Regions from separate parts of the Anser cygnoides genome. Here region 2 is linked to region 1. The links are chromatin contacts, called in public Hi-C maps. All regions are on one chromosome and are shown on one strand. Each heading gives the region's core, a stretch centred on a gene start, on an enhancer-like site or on the middle of the called end of the contact. The rest is flanking DNA. Distances are from core to core; before and after follow the strand shown.

Region 1 (6,412 bases), core at 2,117-4,616:
CAAAGTCGAGCCACACCTGGTTAGGACGCCCGGGCTGATCGCTGCGGGGTCTCCTCCGCCCACCCAGCAGAACCAGTACGTCCACATCTCCAGCTCTCCCCAGAGCGCGGTCAGAAACGTCTCTCCTCCAACCATCCCGGTCCCCCTGCACCCCCACCAGACAGTGATCCCCCACACGCTCACCCTCGGCCCTTCCTCCCAAGTGGTGGTGCAGTACAGCGACGCCTCGCACTTCGTCACGAGGGACGCCCCCAAGAAGCCCGAGAGCGGCCGGCTGCAGGCGATGCAGGCCAAGGAGGTACTGAACGGCGAGATAGAGAAGAGCCGGAGGTACGGCATTTCGCCCTCTGCCGACATGGGTCTAGTCAAAGCAGGCAATAAACCAGCTCCTCACCATTACGAGACCAGGCACGTGGTGGTGCACTCAAGCCCCGCCGAGTACGGCGCCCGGGATTCCTCAGGGGTCCGAGCCTCCGTCATGGTGGTCCCCAACAGCAGCACGCCGACGGCGGACATGGAGGTGCAGCAGGCCACCAACCGAGAGACCTCTCCCTCAGCCCTCAACGACAAGGGAAGCTTGCACCTAGGAAAGCCGGCCCACCGCTCCTACGCTTTGTCCCCGCAGCAGGCCCTGGGCCACGAGGGGGTGAAGGCGGTGGCCACGCTGTCCCCCCACACCGTCATCCAGACGACCCACAGCGCCTCCGAGCAGCTCCCCGTTGGGCTGCCGGCGACGGCCTTCTACGCCGGGACCCAGCCGCCGGTGATCGGCTACCTGAGCGGCCAGCAGCAAGCGCTGGGGTACCCCGGGGGGCTGCCCCAGCACCTGGTGATCCCCGGCACGCAGCCCCTGCTCATACCGGTCGGCAGCGCCGACGTCGAGCCGTCGGGCGTCACGCCGGCGATAGTCACCTCGTCTCCCCAGTTCGCAGCAGTGCCTCACACATTCGTCACCACCGCCGTCCCCAAGAGCGAGGCTTTCAGCGCCGAGCCCCACACCACCCAGCCCGCCTACCAGGCCACCATGGTGCAGGCGCAGATCCACCTCCCCGTGGTGCAGTCCATCGCCTCCCCCGCTGCGGCTCCCCCCACGCTGCCCCCCTACTTCATGAAGGGGTCGATCATTCAGCTGGCCAACGGGGAGCTGAAGAAAGTAGAGGACTTGAAAACGGAAGACTTCATCCAGAGCGCGGAAATTAGCAATGACCTGAAAATAGACTCCAGCACTGTGGAGAGGATCGAAGACAGCCATAACCCAGGCATTGCTGTGATACAGTTTGCGGTTGGAGAGCATCGCGCACAGGTAATAGCGACATGTGGTAGTGGGGGGCTGCAGGGGACACTTCGGTGCGGTCCGGTCGCTTCGGGTCTGCCTGGGGTTAGTTTCTCATCGTTCACGTCCACCCGTGAGACTGACTTGGGTCCAAGAAACAGCTGTCTGGCAGTGTTGGTGGAGCCAGCAGGGGCACACTGATGACAAATGTAGCCTCCTGGATGTAAAGCGGGTCTTCCTGGGGGACCAGGCTGCCCTCTTTTCTTACATCCAGGTTAAACTGCGACAGGACTGTTCTCAGTGCCCTTATCAGTCCAGGGGAAACATTTATGTACTCATTGGGTATGATTAGCACAGAGCCATGTTGCAGAATTCAAGGCAATACCCCTTTTCCTCACCTGCTCTGTGCTACCACCCCGAGGCCCCAGCCTGTCTGCATGCAGCCCTGTCGAAGCACGCAATGGAAAAATAACAGTCCTGGCATCATGCAAAAGCATCCGAAGACTAGGGGGCAAATGGAGACGCTGGGCAGCAAAGGGATTTGCTGAAGTAAAGTCACACAGTGTGTTATTGTCAGACCCAAGGCAAAGAGCTGGGTCTTCTTCCACCCATTGGCCTAGCCGAAGGTCTTCATTGCCTGGTTAGGATTTTGCATTTTGGAATAAATCCTGCTGTGCTTTATAGCTGGAGAACCCATAGGAGAAATGACATGATCTTCATGCTTTTTTATTCAAATACAAAATGGGTTAAGCTGTACGAGAGGATATATTTTGCATTCTTGTAGGTGATTTTGACCTTCCACCCCAGAAAGCTTGGGCTAGATTCAGCGCAAATCCTACCCTTGAGCAATAGGTAGGCAGCGAGGTTGTGAATTTCCATGGCTTGGAGACAGCTTGGAGCTGTCTGGGAATGCTTCCACTCACACGTAAGTTACTGAAACACTACAGAGTTTTACTGAGGCTTCAGTCGTGAGTGGTTTAAACACTGTGCAGCTCACATAAACTGTCTGTTCAAGGGAAATTTGGAAAGGAAAACCATCTAGGTGGCTGGTCAGGCTGTGCTTCTGACCTTTGTTTCTCACGGTAGGAAAAATCCTGTAACTTTCCAAAGATACTTTTAAGTTAAGACTGTACTGATCATAAAGCATTATCCTATTGCTGTCCATTTTCTAAGCAATTTAGATTCTTCTCTATTGAGGCAGGAGCAGATATACTAGGTAGCAGTGTGGCTCCTACAGGCATTCATTTGAAATAACGTTGTCACAAGTGTTCTCAGTTTGGTTTGAAATACAAGTGCTGCAAACTGTAGCATTTGCAACCACGAGGCAGTACCCTCAGTGATGGAGAACCAGCGGGAGAGAGAGGGAGAGAGGAGCTGGAAGCGTACAGATACAGTGAAGAAACCTAGGCTGACGGTTTGGAGAAGAAAAACAAACAGGTATGGCACAGAGGAGCAGGTCACACAAAAAATTCTTACAGCCTCAGCGGTCTGTGTCCCATCCTTCCCAACCTGCACATAGCTGGCAGTGACTACATGCGACACGTCCTCTTGCTCATGTCAAATGTGCAGATTCCCTGTGTGGTTTTGTCTGCAGATGTGCACGTGCCATCTGCACAACAGACAGATACATGCATACATGCATGCATACATAGATGTTGGGCCCCTGGTGTTTTCAGGAGAAAGACAGGGATTTTTCCCCACCGCTGAATGGTATTTTGGTGCTGTCAGGGACAGCTTGTGCATCGCAGGCCCTGTGATTAGAGAAACCGTGCTTGGGCCAGAACCAGTTACTGTAATTTGCCCCAGTGCCCTGAATAATGAGATTTCAAGAAGTAGCACTCTCCCCTCTGTGATTTTCCCCTGCTCTCCTTTCTCTCTCTGCAGCCAGACCACCGGTCTCTGCACCAGCAGGAGAGGTACAAATTAGCAGGTAGCGTTTGTGTCGCGTCTCGTTCGCGGGTCTGTCAGCACAGCCGAGGTGCTGAGGTGCTGCGTGCTGGGAAGAGCGCCTTTGCAAGGGGTGGAGTGCCATCCTCTGGCAGAAAGCACGCCGAGCCCGAGGCTGCACAAACCCGCACACCGGTCTCATCCAGCCGAGTGTCACCTTATGCAGAAGCCTATCAGGAGCGCGCTGACATCATCGCAGCCGAAATACTCCCCAGCTGTGTTTCCCACAGGGGATGCTTCCAGAACCGAGGGAGAGTCACGTAGAGATATGATTAGCGCGAGGGTTTAATTTAGGTTTCCTGCGGATTCCAGGACTTGGGTCTCTTCCCGGATCAGCTGTGTGCCTGCATGGCAGGGACTGCTCCGCCGGTTTTCCCTCGGCTGCTTAGAGAGAGGGAGATCATTTCTGCGTGGGTGAAGTCACCGCTGACCTCACCCATGGCCCAGCGTGGCTGTATGGAAGCATTTAGCCCTATTAGCGGGCGTGTGGCTGTCTTTACTCGTTAGGAAATTGCCCCTGTGAAGGGGGCTTAGTCTTCCCCTTGAAAGAACGGTATTTTGTCTCAGAGCTTAGGGCAGTGGCTCAGTGGTACCGCTGCACTTGGATACGCAGACTCCCAGGTACAGAGGGAATATACGTGCACGTGTAGCTTGGCCTCACAAAATATTTTACCGTAACTAAGTCCCAGCCGCAGATATGCTTCTGGAAGGAGAGAGCTTCCCGAATGGCACTGCCAAGGGAACGTGAGTTGTAACGAGTTAGTGCCACACAGAAATAGCGCTGTTATCATCAGCTCCAGTTCACTTACATGCTCCTCCCAGTGATCTCTGGGAAGTCATTATAGCATCGATGATTTCATATTTTCAGACTCTATGCAAGCGCTAGCTAATTTCCACACCAACTGGGGGACAAAGGTAGGAGGTTATTTTTAGCTGAGCGTATACAACTCGCACGTAGGGAGGCACCATGCAGCTGCTATTGTGTCACATAACTGCAAGCCCACAGCTGCTCCTCCCCAGCACAGTGCTAAGGCAGAACGAGGTCATCCTCCCACCTTCCCCCCTCTTCCAGTCACCTTGCAAATCCAGCCCTCTTCCAGGCATGTAAAACCAGAAGACAATTAACCCACCTAAAGCTATATTCCTTTTCAGCGAAATAACTGCCCTTAGCCCCTGAGGGAAGCTAGGTTTCCATTTCATGGCATCCCTGCTGTGGATGAGTAAGAAGTGAAACGAGTATCAAATGGATGAGAACCCAAAGTTCAGCGGTTATTCCTCTGAATTCAAGTTGCCTAAAAAAAAACTACGGATCTGAATCTCTTTGCAATTCAACATATTATTCTTGTAATAACACGTACATCGTTATTACCTGTCCTTTCTTTTGCTGCCAGGAACAAGCGGAAGCTGGCAATTCACGTCCATTTCTGTTAAGGTCAAAACCCACAGGAGATGCAAAAGTAGTTCTCTGAAATGCTTGCTTTGATCCCTGAGTTTCAGCTCCCAATAATTTTTAAAGTACAGCTTTAGAAAGAAAGACGAACATGCAGGTTATAACTTTCCTTTTCTTTTAAAAACAGAACCGTAGACATTAGAGATGGAGAAGTTCTGTAAGACCATCTAGTTAGCAGCCATGCCAGTTTAGTGCGTATGTTTTTTAGACTAACATCTAGTTTTCCATTTATATCTCTGCATGCACACAAACCAGTCGCTTGTTATTTTGCTCAGCTCTCTCCTTTTCATTACCTTTGGCACCGTAACAGGCACAGAAAGAGAGATGTTGACTGTGTTCACTGCTGCAGATGGAGATCCCTCCCTGCCTTCCCCTCATGTGATCCCCGTATCTTTGTTCCCTGGCCGTGGGGGCAGTAAGTCCTTACTCCTCTGAATGACAGGGAAGCTGTATTCTGTGTTCAGACGTGTGTTACTGAGTTCTGGGAATGCAGTAAGCAGATAAGGGCTCGTGATAAGCTCGCCAGCCAGTGGTCTGGCAGACAGAGATGGCCGCCCTTGAGAAATGGAGTTTCCCAGTGGTGGGATCATGTAGCTGGGCAGAGCCGTGGCCACTGACCTTGAAGCACCCCTTTTCGCAGTGACAGGGCACTGAAGCTGGGCCAGATGCAGCCCCGGTGGGATGCTGAAGGCTTCATGACAACTCCTGTGTCACCCCACCCATGCCAGGTCCCCGTGGCCAGAGGTGCTGCTGCCTGCAACCCCGTAGTCGTCTCAGAGGAGATGCACTCTTGTGAGGGCAGGTGTTGTTTGGAGTGGTGGGAAAATGAGGAGCTGTCGTCTCTATACAGGTCAGATACATGTCCAGAGCCTTATACTCTTCCTAAGCAAAATTTTCTTCATTGTGGACAGCAAGTGCCATAAATCTCTGAAGCTTCCTCCCTAACTGCCCCGTGTCAGGAGGCATTCATGCCTCAGTGAAGGAGGAAAGGTCACGTACCCTTTCAAACCAGCAGGGTCTCAGACCCCCACACGTCCCTCTGGACAGAGTCAGAGGTGCCTCTGCAGGTCGGTGTTTACCTGCAGCTGCTCGCACCCCTCCTGTTGGGGATGTGCTGTCAGGCAGGGTCTCCTGTCCTGGGTATGTTACCACATATAAAACACGTGAAATACAAGCGCCTCGCCCCTGCCCCTTCCTGTTCTCCCACAAGACGGTCATTGGAGGCCGCTCAGAGCTCCTCAGCCCGGTGGAAGGCCCGGCCACTGTCCTTGGTGACACAGGCTGTCCAGCACTGGCTCTTGATCTCAGTGATTAAACCCTTGAGTAATTGACCAAATGTCTCACCGTGCCTCTTTCCTGCTGCTGACCTCAGTGGGAGGCGCAGAGGAGGAGGGTGCCAAGCAGCACTGGTTTCCCTTCTTGCTTTTCTGTCCCCTACGGTCACAAGAGGTGCTGGAAAAGCAGTCGCAGTACCAGAGGATGTGTTGCAGTAAGAGCCGTGCTGGGCCGGAGAAAGGTTTTGTCTGACCCAGTACTTGAGGGCACCTAATGGTGAGTGCTCAGGGGAAGGCAAAGCACAGGACATGCATGTGCTGGCTCCCTCCCAGCGTGTAAGTTTGTGGCTCCTGGACTTTCCAAGCCAGAGGGCTCATCCTTCTGTTTCAAATGCTTTGATGGGCTTTTATTACGTGAATCTGTCCAGTGGTTTTTTGACTTGAGGAACCTCTTGGCACCCACAACAA
Region 2 (6,412 bases), core at 1,917-4,416, 200 kb before region 1:
TACATGCATGTAGATGACACTACAACTGGTGTATTGAAAGATGGTTTCTTCTAGACAGTGTGCAACTTGCATGTCATATTGATGACTATCTTTTGGTCAAGAGGGTATTCAGCTGGGAGTCATACCAGTCTCAGCAGGGCACCGGCAGTAGATAAAAACACTCGGGTGGCAGGGCTTCTTGTGGCCCACTCACCACCGAGGTGTTGGAGCCCCTCTCCGTACTGCCTCTCTCCATTCATGCTGTCTGAACTGCCCTGGTCTGTAATCACGTCTCATTTCCGCTGCAGATGACTTTTCCTTCTGGCTTAGTTCTGCACTTCTTGGTCAATAGGCTGCACTGCCTTAATGGACAATAAGGGACTTTGTGCTGGCTGTTCAGCAAAGATCACATTCAGGTGCTGTTTCTCAGCTTCTGTGCCTTCACCAGCGCTTCCAAATTTTGTGGTATTCACCATGGAGGGACTATTTTGAGCCTCAGTGTCTGCCCTCAGTAGGGGAACTGCAGAGGCACAGTGACACCTTGAGACATGGTAGCACATCCTGGGTGTCGGGCAATGTCGGTGGAGGTACAGTCTCCTTATCTCTACCGCCTGTTATGCAACCAACATCCATCAAGTCGAAAGGGAGGCGAGCAATGGCTCACAAACCTGATGTGGCTTGGCTGCAGTTATGGCATTTCCCAAAGCCATGGGTGAAGGCTGCCTGCTGGCTCAGGAAAATGAATATTGCTTCAATTTACAATTGACTTACATTTTAGGGGGTCCCTTTTCAACTCTGAAGCAGAAATATGGGCAGAGATTTGAAAGCCTGGAGCATGGCAAAAAATGTGGGTCCTGTGGCTTACACCGTAGCCACAGGCCGGAGGAATACACAAGCCTCTTACATGAGTCTGCTGTAGAAGGGAAAGTTGCCCAAAGCTTGCTTCAGCATGAATGTGGCTTCTCTTTCTCCGCGCGTGCCACACCTCTTGGCAAGGTGAAGGTTTGAGAAGGAAAGATTCCTTTCTCCTGAGGTAACAGGAGTACAACTGGAATAAAAAAGGTGGCAGTCGGGAGAATGCCGCGTAAGCAGAATCGAATCCCGAGGATGGGGTTGCAGCTTCTCCAGGGCCTTCACTTGATTTTCAGCAATCTCCAGCCTCTGTCTCTCTCCCGTGGTTCCTTTTATTAAATCAATGAACCTTGCATTAGCTGGGTGAAGATCATTTGCTGTCTGCTACGCTGCTGTAGATGTGCTGTCTCGTAGTGCTGAGTGGCACGTTTGTCCAGACATCTTGGCCTGCTGCTGCTTCTGTCCCCAGACCACTCCTAAGGTGGCAAATGATGTTGGATTTCATAGTGAACCTGAACTAAAGACGTAGATGTTGCAGTGGTAAAAGATCCGTAAGCTTCATAAAGCCAGTCTATATTACAGTATCAACACTAAATCAAGAGCTCTGCAGCTTACAGTGTTGTTATTAAATTCTCTGGCAATTACGGAGAGCTAGCACAGCCCTTTAGAGAAGGGACTACTCTGCTTGTCTGCACACTGGCAGAGCGCTAGCGTATTTTGCATCTAGATGCTAACGCTAGAACTAATGCTAAAATCCGGTGCTAATATCTATCGACACATGAGAGATGTATCCGCACTGGAGATCTGGTGGCTTGGAGCTCACTGTGGTGGTGGGGGCGAATGGGCCCAAGCTGCAGCGAGCAGCCTGGCCTAGATGGCCACGTGGCAGGGAGCATGCCGATGGCACTCCTGGAGCCTTTCTGAGGCCTGTGAGCTGGGGCCGGTGACCACACAGCACCCAGCTCCCTGTGGCTGGTACCTCAGGGCCTTTGGTATGTATGCAACTTTGTTTGCAGTGCCTTCGGGGTGGGGAGAGGGTTTCTCAGTGCTGCACCTCCCTTCCTGATGCAAAAGCAGAGCGAATGCTTACTTGCAGACCACTGTCAGGTTGCATGCAAGCAGAGCAGCCCGCTATCCTTTGGCTGTATTCCTCCCATTCATTTGTCCATAACTTATTTCCTCAAGGTGTACCTGTCTCGGTAATTTGGCATTTTGTCATTTCTTCTAAGACTCAAAGGCCTGACCGAGCCAGTCCAGAAGGCGGGCGGTATTTTCTCTGATCAACACTTTGCATCCGTGCTCGTTGCTTGCCCGCCGGTCGCTGCAGCTGATGGCACGGCAGAGACGCATGTTGAGAGAAGCAAGAGGGTAAGGAGCTGGCACTGGGGCATCGGTGAAGCGTAAGTTGCCCTGCCGGGGGAGCGTTTGGGGGAGGCTCGCAGTGGTCTGCGTATAGCTGGGAGAGACGCGAGGGGATTTTGATGAAATGCGTGCTGAGGAATCCAGAGGGAGTTAGTACCCAAACATGCGTGGTTCAGCCCTGCCTGTCTTGTAGTTCAGTGATGGTATGAGTCAGAGTCTCTTTGGTCTGAATGAAGTGGAAGGTACTCTCTACAAAGCAACTCAAGCATATGCCAAGGATCCGGATAAATAAAACTAATTCAGAAAACGGGAGTGGGATGCGGGCTCTTGCTCTACAACGCTTCGCAGTTCTCCACAGTGAAATGCAATATGGCATCTTAAATAAAATCACCCTCTTCTGACTCTCACAGAGGCTGCTTCAGAGCATTCCCTGGCTTCCAGCACAGTTTTATTTCCTCCCCTAGAGAGGCAGACCGACCTCGACCGAGCAACCGATTTCCACGCATCCCTCAAACCAGCGTTCCCTGCCATTTCTGAAGGACGGCACGCTTTGCTAGCCATCTCTCCCCTCCCCGTTAAACAATATAGCGTTGTGTTTTCTGTTTTCCTTTTTTTTTTTTGTCTCCCCAGCTCATTTACTTCACCCTGCAAACTGCTGCCAGGTCCCTGCCATGCAGCGTGCCCAAGGCAGCGGCGGCGGAGGGCAGCCGGCCGGCCTCACCCGGGGGCTGCGGGCCGGGGGTAGCCGGGGGGGGACACCCCCTCGGAGCCCCCCAAACCCCGGATCCCCCCACCCCGGGTCCCCACCGCCCCCGGGGCGGCCTCGCAAAGGGTTAAGGCCGGCTGGGCCCGGCGGTGCTGCGCGTATGCAATAAGCTGTGCGGCTCGCTTGGCCGCCTGCCAGAGTGTTGCCTTGCCTCCTCCTCCTCCTCCTCCTCCTCCTCCTCCTCCTCCTCCCTTCCCCCCCCTCTTTTGCATGAAGTCGGATCCTTGAGCTGTTGCAGAGGCAGCCAACTGCTCCATATTTGGCTGCTCTTACACATTTACATACTGGAGAGCGGAGAGGGAGCGGGCGCTGCACCGCAGACATCATTTCTACTACAGCGCCGGAGACATCCCGGACCCGTGTCACTGCAGGGGGAAGGAGCAAAACAAACAACACCCCCACCACCACCCCCCCAAAAAAAAAAAATCAGCCCCAAGCCCCGTGAGCCGCTAGGAAGACATTTGTGTGCGAGCCTGTCTGACCCCCCCGCCAACCCCACCTCCACTGACACTTTACAGTAAGTGCCTTTTTCTTCCTCCTCTGCTTTCTGCCTGCCCCCCCCCCCCCCCCCCCCCCGGGGTTCCTTCCCTTGTTTAGGCTGCAAAAACCGCCGGCGATTTCCAGCTGGAAAAACACAGGGCCGGGGTTTTTGGGGTGCTGCTGTGCGGGGGGGGGCAGCTCGCTGCGGCCGGCCCCGGGCGGGGGCCGCGAAATGGCCGAGGGGCGGCGGGGGGGGGGGGGGGTCCTCCTCTTCCTCCTCCCTCTCCTCCTCCTCTTCCTCCTCAGGCCGCCCGGGGGGTGAGGAAGCAGGAGGAGGAAGAGGAGGAGGAGGATTGCGGAGGGGTGCCGGTGGCCGCGGGGAGGGTGGACATTTTGCGAGCGGCGGCCTCGGGGTGTGTGTTTGTGTGAGTGTGTGTGTGTGTGTGTGTGGTGGTGGGGGTGACACGGTGTGTGTGTGTGTGTGTGTGTGTGTGTGTGAGACACGGGGTGCGGTGCGTGACGGGGCGGCGACACTGCCTGTGTGTGTGTGTGTGTGTGTGTGTGTACGAGTGTGTCAGGGGCACGCACACACACACACACACACACACCGCAGGGGGTGGCCGTGCGGGCCCGGCGGGCGGGCCGGGTGCCGGCAGGGCCGGCGGCCGCCTCCCGGCGTACGTAGTACGGGGCTGGGCGGCTGCCGGAGGGTGAATGAAGCGAGGAGGCGGCCGAGGAGGAGGAGGAGGAGGAGGAGGAGGAGGAGGAGGCGGCGCTGGGCCGGGGATGTGCCCGGCGGCAGCCCCGAGCCGCTTCGCCCCGGGCCCAGGCCGGCCGCTGGACGCCACCCGGTACCGCCGGCCGGGGGGAGCGGGGCGGGGGGGCCGGCGGGGACGTGGGGACATGGGGACAGGGGGACAGGGGGACACGGGGACAGGGGGACACGGGGGCAGGGGCATGGGGAGGCCGCCCCCCCTCCGCTCCCTGCCCGCAGGAGCCGGCGGCGGTCCCGGGCTCGGTCTCGTCCCCGCCGCCGCGTTGGGTCTGGCGGTGGGTTTTGGTGGCATCTCTCCGTTTCGTTTTTATTATTTTTTAAGCCTAAAGGGGTGGTAGTTTGCCGGCAGAAGAGGAATAAATGACCCCCCGCCCCCCCCCCCCCTTCCGTACGTGTTGTGGGTGCTGGGTCCGTGAATGCGATTCCTCGGGAGATTAAAGTCTAAATTAAAGCGTGCTGGAAAACGCTGGCTCCCGCCGTAATAGTAATAGCGATAATAATAAAATGACAGAATTGGGAGCGATTTGCGTGCTATTGAAGAGGAGGAATTGCTGAAGAGTAATAATAGAAAAGAAAACAAGTCGGAAGCCCGTTATATAATGCACTGTGTAGATAACAAGAACGACGGGCTATTTTTATTTTGTTTACCGTATGCCGTGTAATAGGGACTCCTCCAAGCAGCATCTCTCTCCCCCGAGCCCAAGCTCCGGCTAGGATCGGGCAAAATTCAGATCGTTCCTCCTGTGCCCAGCTGGAGAAACTGGGGTTTGTAAAACGTTCACCCTCGCAAACGTTTTCTTTGTGCGGATGGGGAATTGTGCAGGTACATGACCTTTGCTTGGAGACCTTCTCCGTTTCATATGGTAAAGAAATTCATATTTTGCAAGGCAGGTTACACTTTAACCTTTAATGCTCACGGTTATGTGTTTTATGCAGTAAGGGTTACTTTACGTGTCAGATGTGGTCAGGCGTAGTGAGTTGCTTTGCTTACATACTGGGAAGTCAAGGACTTTTAATTTCAGTTTCGAACGAAGCCTTCCACTACAGGAAAATCCAGGCTTCGCCTCCATCCCTTTCTGCTCGGCTGGTGCAGGCAGTTCAGTTCCCTGGCGAGGGCTATGAATGGGGAAGAGGGAAATTGAGGATGGCCGGGGAAGGCGCAGTCATTTTGGAGATGCTGCGGGGTAATAGTAAGTTGTAATCGTGTGCTGTCGCCCCTGATGTGTCGGTACAAGCCGTCCAGTCGTCGCAGGCAGCTGCTCTTTCCGAAGGGCGGCTTTCCCCGTCCCCTCTTACATGCCGCAGAGGCTGAGAGCTGCTCCTCCGCGCCCGCCGGTCCGTCTGTCTGTCTGTCTCGTCATGCAGCTACATGTCAGCGGTGTAGGCTTGCAGCGCTTACTCCAGCCCTGATCAGTCATGTAATTAGATCAGGCTGCCATGGTAACAGACAGGATTCCTCGTCCATTCAGGTGTGCGTGCGTGGCGTGTGCCCGGGCTACCTCGAGCCCTGCGTGCGCCGTGTTTGTGCTGCGCGGCCGCCTCGGCCGCTGGCTTGCTCTTGCAGAAAATTGAAGGATGCCGGTGATCATTTCCCGATGGCTGAACTTCTCGGGAAGGGTGTTCTCCGCGTACCCGGTGGTATCGGGCGGATCAGGCGGCGTGTGGCGTGCTTATCAAGTTAGCTAAATCCTCAGCTCCGCTTGCTTGCCTTCGCTGCTAGCAAATTAACAAAGGTGTGGTGCTCTGTAAGAATGCACCTCGCTTATAAAAGCTCGCATAAAACTTTCCTCGGAGTTTCCCTTTCTCCGCGGCTGGCTCTTTTAACCGTTCGGTGGCTGCAGTCGGTCGGAAGTTTGTGGCAGCTCCCATCCAGGCGCTGGGATTTTAGGCCACAGCCTTGGAGTTCTCCGCTCACGTGCAAGGTGCTGAGCACGTTCTGGCCAGTGAAATTAAAACTGGTAATATCGGCTGCCTCTATCGGCACTCACAGCTGCTAAGTCTCTCTGTGGTTCTCAGAGAGCACAGGGCCCTTTTATGTTTTAGGTGAAATATCATTTTTCTCGTGATTAAAAATCCCAAGGAGTATACAGTATTAAAACCAATTTTCTTATCAACAAATAATTCATTTCCGATATTCTGATTTTTTTTTTTTGCCTTTTTTTTCCATTTGTGCTCATCTAAATATTATAGCAGTAGAA

What was found. A called contact is a pair of places that touch in the nucleus more often than the background predicts.
Region 2: a Hi-C map of granulosa cells shows a contact between it and region 1, with 1.7 times the contacts expected there. The contact joins the promoter of ATXN1 here to the enhancer-like site in region 1. A contact is called at or near these places in 2 of 7 Hi-C or Micro-C datasets (granulosa cells and liver).

What each region holds. Positions count from the first base shown.
Region 1 is chr2:54,451,060-54,457,471 of Taihu_goose_T2T_genome, reverse strand. It overlaps ATXN1 (ataxin 1), which reads left to right. Exons shown (of 7, transcript XM_066992103.1): 6 at 1-1,303. Among named protein-coding and RNA genes, the nearest start is that of GMPR, 56 kb to the right of the region's middle. Within about 2 kb of position 3,366, at least 1 of the 3 cell types and tissues checked has open chromatin away from gene starts, as enhancers often do.
Region 2 is chr2:54,654,498-54,660,909 of Taihu_goose_T2T_genome, reverse strand. It overlaps ATXN1 (ataxin 1), which reads left to right and starts at 3,166. Exons shown (of 7, transcript XM_066992103.1): 1 at 3,166-3,476. It overlaps LOC136790071 (a long non-coding RNA gene), which reads left to right. Exons shown (of 3, transcript XR_010829308.1): 3 at 2,061-2,761.